Linked DNA regions of Nothobranchius furzeri: region 1 is linked to region 2. Evidence: chromatin contacts called from public Micro-C data. All regions are on one chromosome and are shown on one strand. The core of a region is the stretch at or near the end of the contact, and the rest is flanking DNA. Distances in the headings are between cores, read along the strand shown.

The links. A called contact is a pair of places that touch in the nucleus more often than the background predicts.
Region 1: a Micro-C map of tail fin shows a contact between it and region 2, with 15 times the contacts expected there. The contact joins the enhancer-like site here to the promoter of nceh1a in region 2. A contact is called at or near these places in 2 of 2 Hi-C or Micro-C datasets (skeletal muscle and tail fin).

What each region holds. Positions count from the first base shown.
Region 1 is chr18:22,379,967-22,385,481 of NfurGRZ-RIMD1, forward strand. The region is part of intron 2 of ppp2r3a (protein phosphatase 2, regulatory subunit B'', alpha); the gene reads left to right. Among protein-coding and RNA genes, the nearest start is that of fndc3ba, 48 kb to the right of the region's middle. Within about 2 kb of position 3,770, at least 2 of the 3 cell types and tissues checked have an H3K27ac peak or open chromatin away from gene starts, as enhancers often do. A contact at or near this core is called in tail fin, where this site is marked.
Region 2 is chr18:22,301,561-22,307,490 of NfurGRZ-RIMD1, forward strand. It overlaps nceh1a (neutral cholesterol ester hydrolase 1a), which reads right to left and starts at 4,161. Exons shown (of 5, transcript XM_015969631.3): 1 at 3,686-4,161; 2 at 2,316-2,571; 3 at 2,143-2,212; 4 at 1,380-1,551; 5 at 316-1,306. The coding sequence starts at 3,928. The coding sequence ends at 701. LOC107392068 (a long non-coding RNA gene) reads left to right here and starts at 1,543. Exons shown (of 3, transcript XR_001573749.3): 1 at 1,543-1,678; 2 at 4,867-5,069; 3 at 5,160-5,374.

The DNA of each region.
Region 1 (5,515 bases), core at 2,520-5,019, 78 kb after region 2:
TTTTCAGATTTTTAAAAAATAGAAAAAACAAAAAAAAAAAATTACAAAACAAGATAGAATGATTATTATAGCACTAAATTCACATTTTCTTTACAAAACTCCCCAAAAACAGCTGTTCTGTTTGAGGCAGGAGGAAGGTCTGCACTTGCCAGAAGACGGTTTGCTGCTAAATGAAATAGCCAATCGTATGAGAGCCCTTCTAGCCAATCAGAGGTGAGAAAGGCGGGACCTTCCTTGGACATCCTATGGTTCCAAATCATGCGTCCAAGTGAGAGTAGAAAATGCCTCAGCCACTAGAAGCTAACAGTTAGCATTAACAACTTCAGAGCATGACTGAAATCCTTCAGGTTTGTCTTATTTGTAGAGATAAAACATCAGTGTTGCAAAGAAAAACAAAGTCAGTAGCCCCTTTTAGAGGACCCCCATGCTGGCAAATCAGCGTATTATTGCTGCCACAGTGTGTCTAATGAATAGACTGTGGTGATGCGGGAATTTTACGGCATTGGTGCCGCCATGCTTGGTAGAACTATTACCACAACGCTGGACTTATGAATCCATTTTATGCCTTGGCGCAACAGAGGGAGGTGAGAGGGAGGCTTTTGTAAACAGAATCAGCTGAGATGTAATCTAGAGTGATGCGGAGCTCCAAGAGCTTCTCTTCGTTAGAGCTGGAGCTCAGATCACCAGGGACTGAACAGGGACTGTGGAGGAGACACCTTTAGGAGCTGTTAAAAAATCGTAATGAGCGTGGCTTCAATCGCAATAAAAAGCAAGTTACGCCCAAGATAAACGGAAGTCCGCAGCAATGCAGAGACCACACCCCCTTTATGCTGCCATCGTGTGATCTTTTGTAAAAAGGGCACGCTTGTGCAACATTACTGCCACAATCTGTGCACTCATAAATGACCAAAGGCTCCCTGTTGCCACCACAGCGTTGTAGCAAAATGGCGACATTATTTTCTAAAAGAGGCTAGTGGTAGATAACCTGCATAGTAGTAATTGGACCCCTCATAATGAATGGGCACCAGTTGGCACGAGGTTAATGTCTGCATTTTGATGAACATCTTTTCACATTGATATCACGGTTTTGGTTTGAAAGCAGACCAATTAATTTTAAGACAAGTCTAGTCTATTAATTTCAAACCATTTTTTCTATTCCATTTTTGTCTGCTTATCTGGCACCGTGTTGCAGAGGCAGCAGCCTAAGCAGGGAGTCCCAGACTTCTCTCTCCCCGGCCACTTAGGCCAGCTCCTTTGGGGGAATCCCAAGGGCCAGGTGAGAGACATAGTCCCTCCAACATGTCCTGGGTCTTCCTTTAGGTCTCCTCCCAGTTGGACGTGCCCGGAAAACCTCACGAGGGAGGCATCCAGGAGGCATCCTGACCAGATGCCCGAGCCACCTCAACCGGCTCCTCTCGATGTGGAGGAGCAGCGGGTCTACACCGAGCCCCTCCCGGATGACCGAGCTTCTCACCCTATTTCCACTCTGCGGAGGAATCTAATTTCAGCTGCTTGTATCCGCAATCTCATTCTGTTGGTCACTACCAAAAGCTCATGACCAAAGATGAGGGTAGGAACTTAGATTGACTGGTAAATTGAAAGCTTTGCCTTCCAGCTCACCTCTCGCTTCACCAGAACAGACCAGTACAATGCCGCCATCACCAATCTGCCTGTCGATCTCACGCTCCATCTTTCCCTCACTCGTGAACAAGACCCCGAGATACTTAAACTCCTCCACTTGGGGCAGGACCTCGTCCCCGACCCAGAGAAGGCATTCTACCCCTTTCTGACTCAAGACCATGGTTTCAAATTTAGAGGAGCTGAATCTCATCCCAGCTGCTTCACAACTGGTTACGAACTGCTCACGTGAGAGCCAGATATCACTGTCCGATGAAGCCAATATCCCAGCGAAGACTCCAGTTTTGTTCAATTGTTTTGTTAAATTAAAGCTTCACAAAGTTTACAGAAAGGAAAAAATAAAACATTTGATCATTTTAAATATTGTTACAAATAACTGTCACATAAAAGTTTGTGCCAATCTTATCAACACGCAAAATTGAAACAAATTAGCCAGTTTTTTGTGATGACTGGAGATCAATCAACAGTGCTTTGTAGACCTATCACGCCCTAAATGGTCCAGAAGGGCCAAAAGGCCACAATAAAGTGCTTGAGGTGTTATTTGTCCCCCAATAATCACTGGAAACCAATCTGAAGACATCTGCTTTGGTGTATCTACAGAAATCCATCCCTCTTCAATACACTAGACCCAATTAATGTATTTCTAATGTCTCGAGTCCAGATGCCACATAACTCTCCAAGAGGCTTTTGTTCATGTTCTACTTTGGACGGCCTAAAGTGCAACCCATGATTTTTACTTTTACTTTAATGTCATGCTAAATAGGACCACAGACCTTCAGTGACATTGACTATGGTGGTAAACTTGGGACCAACACCCTGGACACCTGACTAAACATGAAAAGTATTATAATTTAAAGAATGACCTGTATTCTTTTCTAATTGCTGATAATAGATCAAAGTTTAATTTCTGAGACCAAGAAACAACTGACCCAGAATTTGATGCTTTTATTTTAGTATTTAAGTGTTTCAGTGTCTCAAATCTACAATGATTTACAAATCTTTGTATTTTTGTTTACAAAAAATCCGATGTTGCATTTTAAGCAAACAAAATAATGCATTTACAAAATATACATAATTTGTGAAAAGGGGGAAACTGCAGATTGCTGATTTAAGACAGAACATTTGTAACATTTTTAGCTCAAAGAGGATTAAAACTTATAAAAAGAAGGCTATAATAAGAGAAGCTGAAAGACTAATGAATCATTGGCAGCTGCAACAAAAGTGGTTTTATTTTAAATATGTTCCTTGACGTGTGAGAAAAGAAGAAAAGCAGACAACAAAAGAGGACGCACATGAGTTGAAGACAGCACCAGTGGGGAGGAAGGTCATGTCACTGAGGCTTGCAGCACACAGTTGTTGACTTTGGGTCGACAGAGGATGACATCATTCCTCGGCTGATTCCACAGGAAATAGGGTCACAGGAGGAACCTTGGCCAAGCATGGAAAGTTGCCCGTTTCAATTTAGGTACAAACACACAGATGAATGCATTGGATTTTATGCATGCAAACACACACACAAACACACACACATGCACTGAGGACGCTGTGAGGACCGTCATTGACTTCCATTCATTTTAGTGACTGGATTGTGCCTAATCCTAAACCTAACCCTAACTCTAACCATAAACAGTCTAGTCCTAATCCTAACCCTAACTAAAACGTAATCCACACCATACCTCTTAAATTAGCCAGTAGAGCTCCGTAATCTTGACCCAAAGTGAGGACCAGCCAAATGTCCTCAGTTTGCAGGTAAAAAACTTGTTTTGGTCCTCACTTTGCTGTATAGACTGACACACACACACACACACACACACACACACACACACACACACACACACACACACACACACACACACACACACACACACACACACACACACACACGCGCGCACTCACACACACACACACACACACACATGCTCAGTTCAGGCAGGGGGATGGGGGACTCTGGGTGTGGGAGGAAGTTTCCAGTACATTTATACTATCAAGGTTTGTCCGGACTGCCCTCTTTACTTATGGAAACAGAAATGATCACACTTGTGCTTTGTGGAGTTCATTAACTCCACACACTCTAGTGGGTGAAATACACACACAGGCACAAAGTACATTTGAGCTACATCATAATTCTCCACTCCCAGTGCGAGCCTGGATATCATCCAACCTTTGTTCCCAGTGCGCAGTGCTCCTCCAGAGTGTGCAAATACACACACTGACTTTTTTATGTGCACACTTTTTCATCTGAAAAGTTTTCAGCTCAGTGGGAGTCACAACTCTGCCACTCTCTGAGCTTCCCTTTGGTCTCTGTGGAGACCACCACTACATGTTTATAAGCAGAAGGTAGATGGTTCCCCCAAATGCTGGCAGTGCAATGTGACTGGCTCATGGGCACTCCCACACTGACTCCTGGCAGAGCAGAGATCAGATGGAGGCTGAAAGTTTTTACTTTTTTTTTTCAAGTCTACACTTTGTTGATATGGGTGTGGTAGACATGGTGTGTGTGTGTGTGTGTGTGTGTGTGTGTGTGTGTGTGTGTGTGTGTGTGTGTGCCCACGCGAAGGAGTTTGCAAATGATCCAGGACTCCATGGTTTGGATGTCACCCCCCCCCCCCCCCCCCGCACTCATCCCCTCCACTCAAACCTGGGGGGGGGGGTCTTCAGGAATCTCCCTGCGTGATTGCATCTGCACGTCATCAACATGTCAGGATTTATCTGCAGGAAAATGTCAGCAGATGTTTTCCATCATTCAGACTTCTCACTCTCCAAGCCAAGAGCATTTATTTTATATGAAGACAGCAGAGAGCAGTAAATGTAGTAGCATCATCAAAATCTTTATCATCCTCATCATCATGTTGGGCTGTTCTTACCTGCGTGAGACTTTCACTATTGCAGAGAGCTTCTGCCCTCTAGTGACTGTCCGGTGTCACTATGCCTTTGAGGCAGTACAGCTGATAAAGAGGGTCTATACCTCCATCTACAGGAAGATCTGTGAACCAACCATGTTTCTGAATTTAACTCTTTATTGATTAGCTAAAAAGAACACAAAGCAGCACGTTTCTTGTTAGTTTCTCAGTGTTTTAAGGGCTGCAGCGAAATTAAGTTACTTATGAGGTCATTTGTATTTGATTTTTCTGTAGAAAAGGACATGGTTGTTCATTTCTGTTTGCAGTTTGATTCTCTGACTGTGCTACACCTCAGATCAGACTCTATTACACCCTTATAGCTTTATATTCATAATAAACCATTCTTTTGGACAAGCTGCTAATATCCGTGTGAATGATAATCGACATGGAAGTTTTGGGGAATTTAGTATAGAAACTGCCATTTATTTTGTCTCAAAATGTTTAGAATAGTTAGTTAAAAATTCCTTTTTTTTTGCTCTCATTAGTTTTCATGTGTTTGTTTTAATTCATTTTGTCCAGGATAAGTTATCATTAACGTTCTCAGTATCAAACAAACCTGCATTCTGAGTGGCTGTTGTCTGTTAGTTCACATTGCTATTGTGTCAGAAGAACTGTCCTCAGCTTTCTCTCGGATACTTTGAGCAGCTGTGCTTTTAACTGCTCCCTGTTGTCTTTCTCCGATTCGGATGTGAAGTAGACCGTGGCTGGCCCAGTGACTCACTCATCCATCACAGAAGCAGCACTTGAACTCGGTTCAGACTTCCAATTTTTAAAGTAGAGGTTCCCAAGGTGTCTGTGTGTGTGTGTGTGTGTGTGTGTGTGTGTGGGGGGGGGGGGGGGGGGGGGGGGGGTTGTCCCTTCTCGAGAGGAAGTGAGACTGAAAATAAAGAGCATAAGAGCAGCGGTGTGAACTGTTTCCCGCTCTTGGCGCAGTGACTCTGAGAGCATTCCTCCCACCACTCAATCCAGGGAAAGGG
Region 2 (5,930 bases), core at 2,911-5,410:
CTTTTTGGAGGCATTGTTACTGACTCACCCCAGTAGAGCCTGATCTGGTAGCTGGAGCAGTTTAACAGTTAGGAAGTTAAATTAAAAAAGTTAAAAAAAAGGCAGACATGAAAATTTTATTATTTACCTCATTCTAATTTCCCACCAACAATGCACCATAAAGAAAACCTTTCAAGAGTCTGAAATAGATTTTTCTGGGTTCAGCTTTAGAGGAAGTGTCTCGTTGGACTTCCAGAAAGTTTCAGGAGTGTTTGTGAGACGAAAACTTCCTGATCTCGCCGCTATTGAGAAACTAAAGACAACAGTGCAAATGTATGAAAGGAAAAGTGCTTTTTAATCGTCCAGCGTTACTCGAGGAAAAACAACTTGTAGAAAACTAAACAAAACAGACAATTTGGACAAATTTTATCTTAATTGGATGCTGCAGGGTAGTGACAGCTCAGATTAGCATCGTGGTAAAACACCACAGCACAGCTTCTTTGCTTTGTAATTTAGGCTAATTAGCATTAATTAGCTTCCAAGGAAACAAGTGACAGCCTTTTAGGAGTCAGAGCAAAAGCTGCTGAATAACTAATGCATCAGTGGCTGTAGGAATGATTTTTTCTATGGCTTTGTTGGTCACAGTGTTAACCGATGAGTGTGGGATAAAAGCCCTGAGCTCAGATGAGCCGGGATGATGCAGGAGCCCTTATGTCATTTGTTACAGGTTGTTCTGCAGCCAGTTAATGTACCCCCTCACCGCCCTCTTTCCTACATCGAAGTCTATCGGCCAGGATATAAAGCTGAAGCATCCGTGGAAACCGTCCTCGTAGTGCTCACTAGTGACAGAGACTCCTGCGTCCTGTAAGCGTCGAGCGTACATCAGCCCGTCATCCCTCAGCACGTCAAACTCACATGTTAGTATATAAGCCCGTGGGGTTTTAGCCAGCACCTCCGACCTGGCTAACAGAGGTGCTGCGCGGACGTCCAGAAACCCCGGCACCGCCTTTAGAACTCCATGGGAGTCTTTCTCCACAGTGACAGGCTTGTGGCTCTTCCTGACCTTCTGAGGGAGCAGGGTGGTCCAGTCTAACCTCAGCCTCAGCTCTGAGGCGACGGCGCTGTGGTTGTTCACCACGAGCTGCGGCAGCAGGGACAGGTCAGCTCCGAGGTACTGGAGCCAGAACTGCACCATGGTGTGGCGAGGGAGGATGGGCATGTGTTCGTTCTGCAGATAGGACGGCGTGTTGAAATCCAGGGCTTGGAGCACCGGGTAGATCAGAGCCTGGACGCTGAACTTCACAGTCATGCTCTCGTCTAAAGAAACCTGGGAAAACACCAACACACACAGTTCAGTGACCTCGTCTTTCAGCAGAGCGGGAGATGGTTTCGGCCTGTACCTCCTGAGCGACTGCAGCAGCGAGGTTTCCTCCAGCGCTGTCTCCTGACACGGCCACACGTTCAGGGTCGACGGAGTACTTTGCCAGAACCTCTGGGGATAAGAAATGTTTAGCAGCAGCGAGGCAGTCTAAATACGGCTCTGGAAAGATGACCTCAGGATAAAGGCGATACCTACAGACACAGACCACAAATGTGGGTAAAAAGCAAAAGTGAGCAGGAGGCGACTCACGGCGACTAAAAACCAGAGGAGCGGCATTTTTAAATTCTAGGTAATTCCACTTGGACCTGCGGAATTTGGGTAGGTTGTGTGTTTGTATTCACCAGTAGCGTAGTTGAAGCAGGTCAGAACGGCGTTTCAGCTGAATTTAAAAACACGGTTTGAACTAATATTTACAAACACTGTTGATTCTTTTATTACCACCAGCTGTTTTTAACAAAAGCTGTCTTTAATGCTTTTTACAACTCCCGTTTGCAGCTGCGTCGACCAACACTGATCAGAGATCAGGACAGCTTTCACAAACACGGACTGTTGTTTCAAACGGAGTTCAGAAATGTAAACATTTATTTGAAATAACAAGACCAACCTTTGACCTGCGAAGATTAACTGTCTCCCTACACTTGGATCCTCCGGCAGAGGACTTTTAAGCGATGTAATGAGTTTTTTAAAGAACCATTGCGGAACCGGATGTAGCACCAGTCCGGGTCGAGCACTAGAACCGTTTTGATTGAATTTAATGCACATAGATACAAAAGTAAACCTACTCAACAGAGACCACGACGGTGTTGAGCTCATCCGAAACCATGCGGTTCACGTTGTCATACGTCCCCTTTTCTGTGGAAAAAAACATAAAAATACACAAAATTTGTGCTTATTATGACTTCAGTCACAAATTCTACTTCCTTTCCTGCTGTGAAGAAACCACGACTGTACTCACTGGCGCTGCCGAGAGCCCAGCCGCCTCCGTGGAAATACAGCAGCCCTCTCCTCAGGTGTCCCTCTCCTCCGGCCGGAGGCTCGTAAACCCTCACGGAGATCCCGGCAAAGGTGGTGTCACGAACCTTCACTCCGGGTATGACCCCCCCGCTGGCCCCAGAGCCCAAAAGGCCCTTCGCTGTGCTCTCAAAGCCCTCTATTGAATGTCTGACTGATGTGATGTAGTGATCCAGACCCAGCCGGTGTTTCAAAGAAGCCTGAAGAGAAGAAAGGCATCTTATTAATCTTTAGTATCTTTAAGGGCACAAAATGATTTATTATATAAAGTAAGAGACAAAGAGCAGATTGGGGGAAGAACAGGGGGAAAAGTCATCATTTCATCAGAGATTTGACATCTCACCCAGTCACTGTTGTTCATCTACTCTGTGTCTAATAACCGTCAGCCCCCTAGAGACCGCCTCAATACAAATGCTGACCAAACACCAGAGAAACACGGCTGAAGCAGACAGTTTAGGAGTTTTGTCCTACTGTAGATGCTGAGGGGCAGCTCACTTAGGATCTAAAGCACAAGTGATCATGCGCACCATTGCATATGCAGCATGCAGATAAAAAGATAATCCATCATCTCTTTAGATTTATATACTTTTTAAATCAAACAACACCTTTTTATTACAGCACGAGGCTGACTTGCACACCGACCCGCTGTGTTTCAAATAACCTTTAGTCCACAAAATGCAGTTTTTCTCCAGGTCATATTCATCTACGCCTTTTCTTTGCACAGTGGAACGTTATCTGTGGCGCACTAACTCCAGAATGTGTGGCTAAAAGCTGAACAAAGGTCAATTCAGGTCCAGGAAAATACTTTAACTTTACCATAAATTTGCACCCACAGAGGTCATCCATTGCATAATCACCCATCATGTATAATCTCACTTTAATATAATCAGTAAAATAAATCATCTTTAGAGGCATTGTTCTCAGAGAAACACATCTGAGCAGTGGTGCATGTTTTTGTCGTTCTCCTGCTCCAACACCAGTTGACCTGTTCAGAAGGTCATCCAGAAGTCACCTGCTTGTTAAAATCAGGTGTGTTGGAGCAGGGAAACAACTAAAACATGCTGGAACATCCTGGGCGGTTACTCACGTGACTTTGACTTTTAAGTATAAAATGTTCTCTGGAAAAAGATCACATGTGCTTATTGCAAAACTTTAATTGAGCAATTGCAGCAAAGGCCCAGTCTAACTCTAAATGTGGCACCGTGTTTAGCTCGTGAGCAGCTAAAAATACCTCAGCAACTTGCACTTGCATGGGCTTCAAATCCCGTGTGCAAAGAGACACCTTCCATGAATCAGAAACACCTCAATTCTCACCAGGTGCATGGCTGTCCTGAACCCTGCGTCCACCAACAACAGCTTCCAGGGCTCCTGGATGGCGTCAGGCAGCGGAGTGTAGACGTAGTAGGCGACGAAGACAGCTAGCAGCACTGTCACAACCAGCCCCTTCACACCCATCCTCGTCTGGATCAGTATTTCCACTGACTGACGGACCGCAGACACTTTATTATTGCTGATCCGAATGGGGCTGGAATTGGCAGTCAGGGGAAAATCTACCATTTCCGGTGAAAGATTTTCAAGTTATAAAATTTGATTTCTGATTTAATGTTTACATTCGTGGGAAATATTCAAATAATATTAGATTTCATGAAATAAAACAAGTAGTTTACATAATATTTTTATAGTTTTTCCAAACACTTTCTAGAACTTTTCTCCCTGAAGATAGTCAGATTGAAACTTTTATTTTGAAGGCAAGGCAACTTCGTATCCTGAAATTGATGTAATTCCTGTGAACACGTTTGCGCGTGTAATTTCTTTTTCTTTCTTTCTTTCTTTCTTTCTTTCTTTCTTTCTTTCTTTCTTTCTTTCTTTCTTTCTTTCTTTCTTTCTTTCTTTCTTTCTTTCTTTCTTTCTTTCTTTCACTTATATTTTCGGAGATTGTAAACCACTTGAGACGAGGGTCTTCCAGCTGTAATGACAACATATGCCCACAGTGTGGCAGTGTAGAGCTGCATACTGACCACTTCAGCTTTAATCAAACTGATCCATCAATTCTGTTTGATTTATGAGTCGCCATGTTGGAAAATGCCGGTCGGAGTGAAAAAAAAAAAGATTTTTTAAATAAATAAATAAACTGTAAAAGCAAAGCAACACTTTGGACAAATGTATAATTACTTGACTTTAGAGAGGACCAAATTAGTTTTTCTTTAGGGAAACAACTGAATTATTTATTTAGCTACAAGTTTTTTTATTGTTTGCTCAATAAGGAATAAGTATGACTCAATTTTAACGAAACAATAAACTTTAAATTATCTTTCATTCAAATGGTGACTTTTTGAGGAAAGTTCTGATTTATTTGTTTTGTAAATTCCGTGTTTGCTCTAGCAGGTTTTTCACGTGTGTACTTATTATTCAGACTTAAGTTGCCACGGGTATTTTATCTGATTTTAGGCTGAAGTGAAACATTTTTGCTGATTGTTTGACTTTTTTATTGACAGTTGCAACAGTGACCCATACAGGAAACGTGTTTTATGGGAAAAAGGAAGTCATGCCATGAGGGTGCCCAGCCAGGATTTAAACAGAATGGCGCAGTTATGTGGCATGCATGACAACCCACTAAAACTAGCGTGGCAACCCTTGGCCGGGTTTCAAAATTTGGTGTGAAGTGGGTCACACTCCGAGGAATGCAAAGGACGTTACGGTAACGGCAAAACGGAGAGTTCAAAGAGCTCCAATGTCATCTGCCTTTTTCTGTATGTGTCCTCATTTATCTCCCTGTTTTCTCCCACAGTTTAATGTTTAAATGGCCACAGTTTGGTCCCCAGTGGCCTTGTGTTGGAAAAAACATCAGACTGATGAGGACCTGACCTCTGGGGCTGTGCTGGTTTCCAAAACATAGCAGCAGGACATCCAGACCATATCAGATTAGTCTTTAGAAGTGCCAGAGAAAGAGTTTCGAGAGATATGAATAAAACTGGCTTCTGATGTTTTGAAGTGTCTAAAATATATGCAATTATGCTTTTTTTAGAATTAATAATTGTGCAGATTTTAGTGAGACAGTGTGACAATGTGCATCAGAGAGCTGGTAAATCTTCTTTAAAGACTGTGCAGCAACCACATCTACAATTATCATTTTTGTGACGTTCAAAGCTCAGAAACTTTTGCAGTCTTCTTGAAATTCTAAATCCTAACCAGAATCTGCATTTCATCTTCAAAGGATGCCATGCATGATCACTTTGTAGGCCCTGAATGAGAGCGTCAGCAGGAAGCTGAAATAGTAAATCTGATATAGGTGCCTTTATGAGTGTGTAAAAAAAAGAGTGTGCATTCAAATCCCTCTTTTCCTTCCCCCTCCCTCTCTGCCAAGCGCTGCCTTGGCATCTCCCCACAGTCTGCGGTATGGAGGGCAGAAACAGGGCCCCAGTCTCATGTCACTGCCTGGAATAACACTTATGGTCATTTAACTTGACTTAATGCACGAGGCAGAAGAGAAGGTCCTGTCTTGTTGTGCGGTCTGCTCTCTGCTGCTTCCTTTAACGGCAGTTTGAGCCGACTGCTCTGC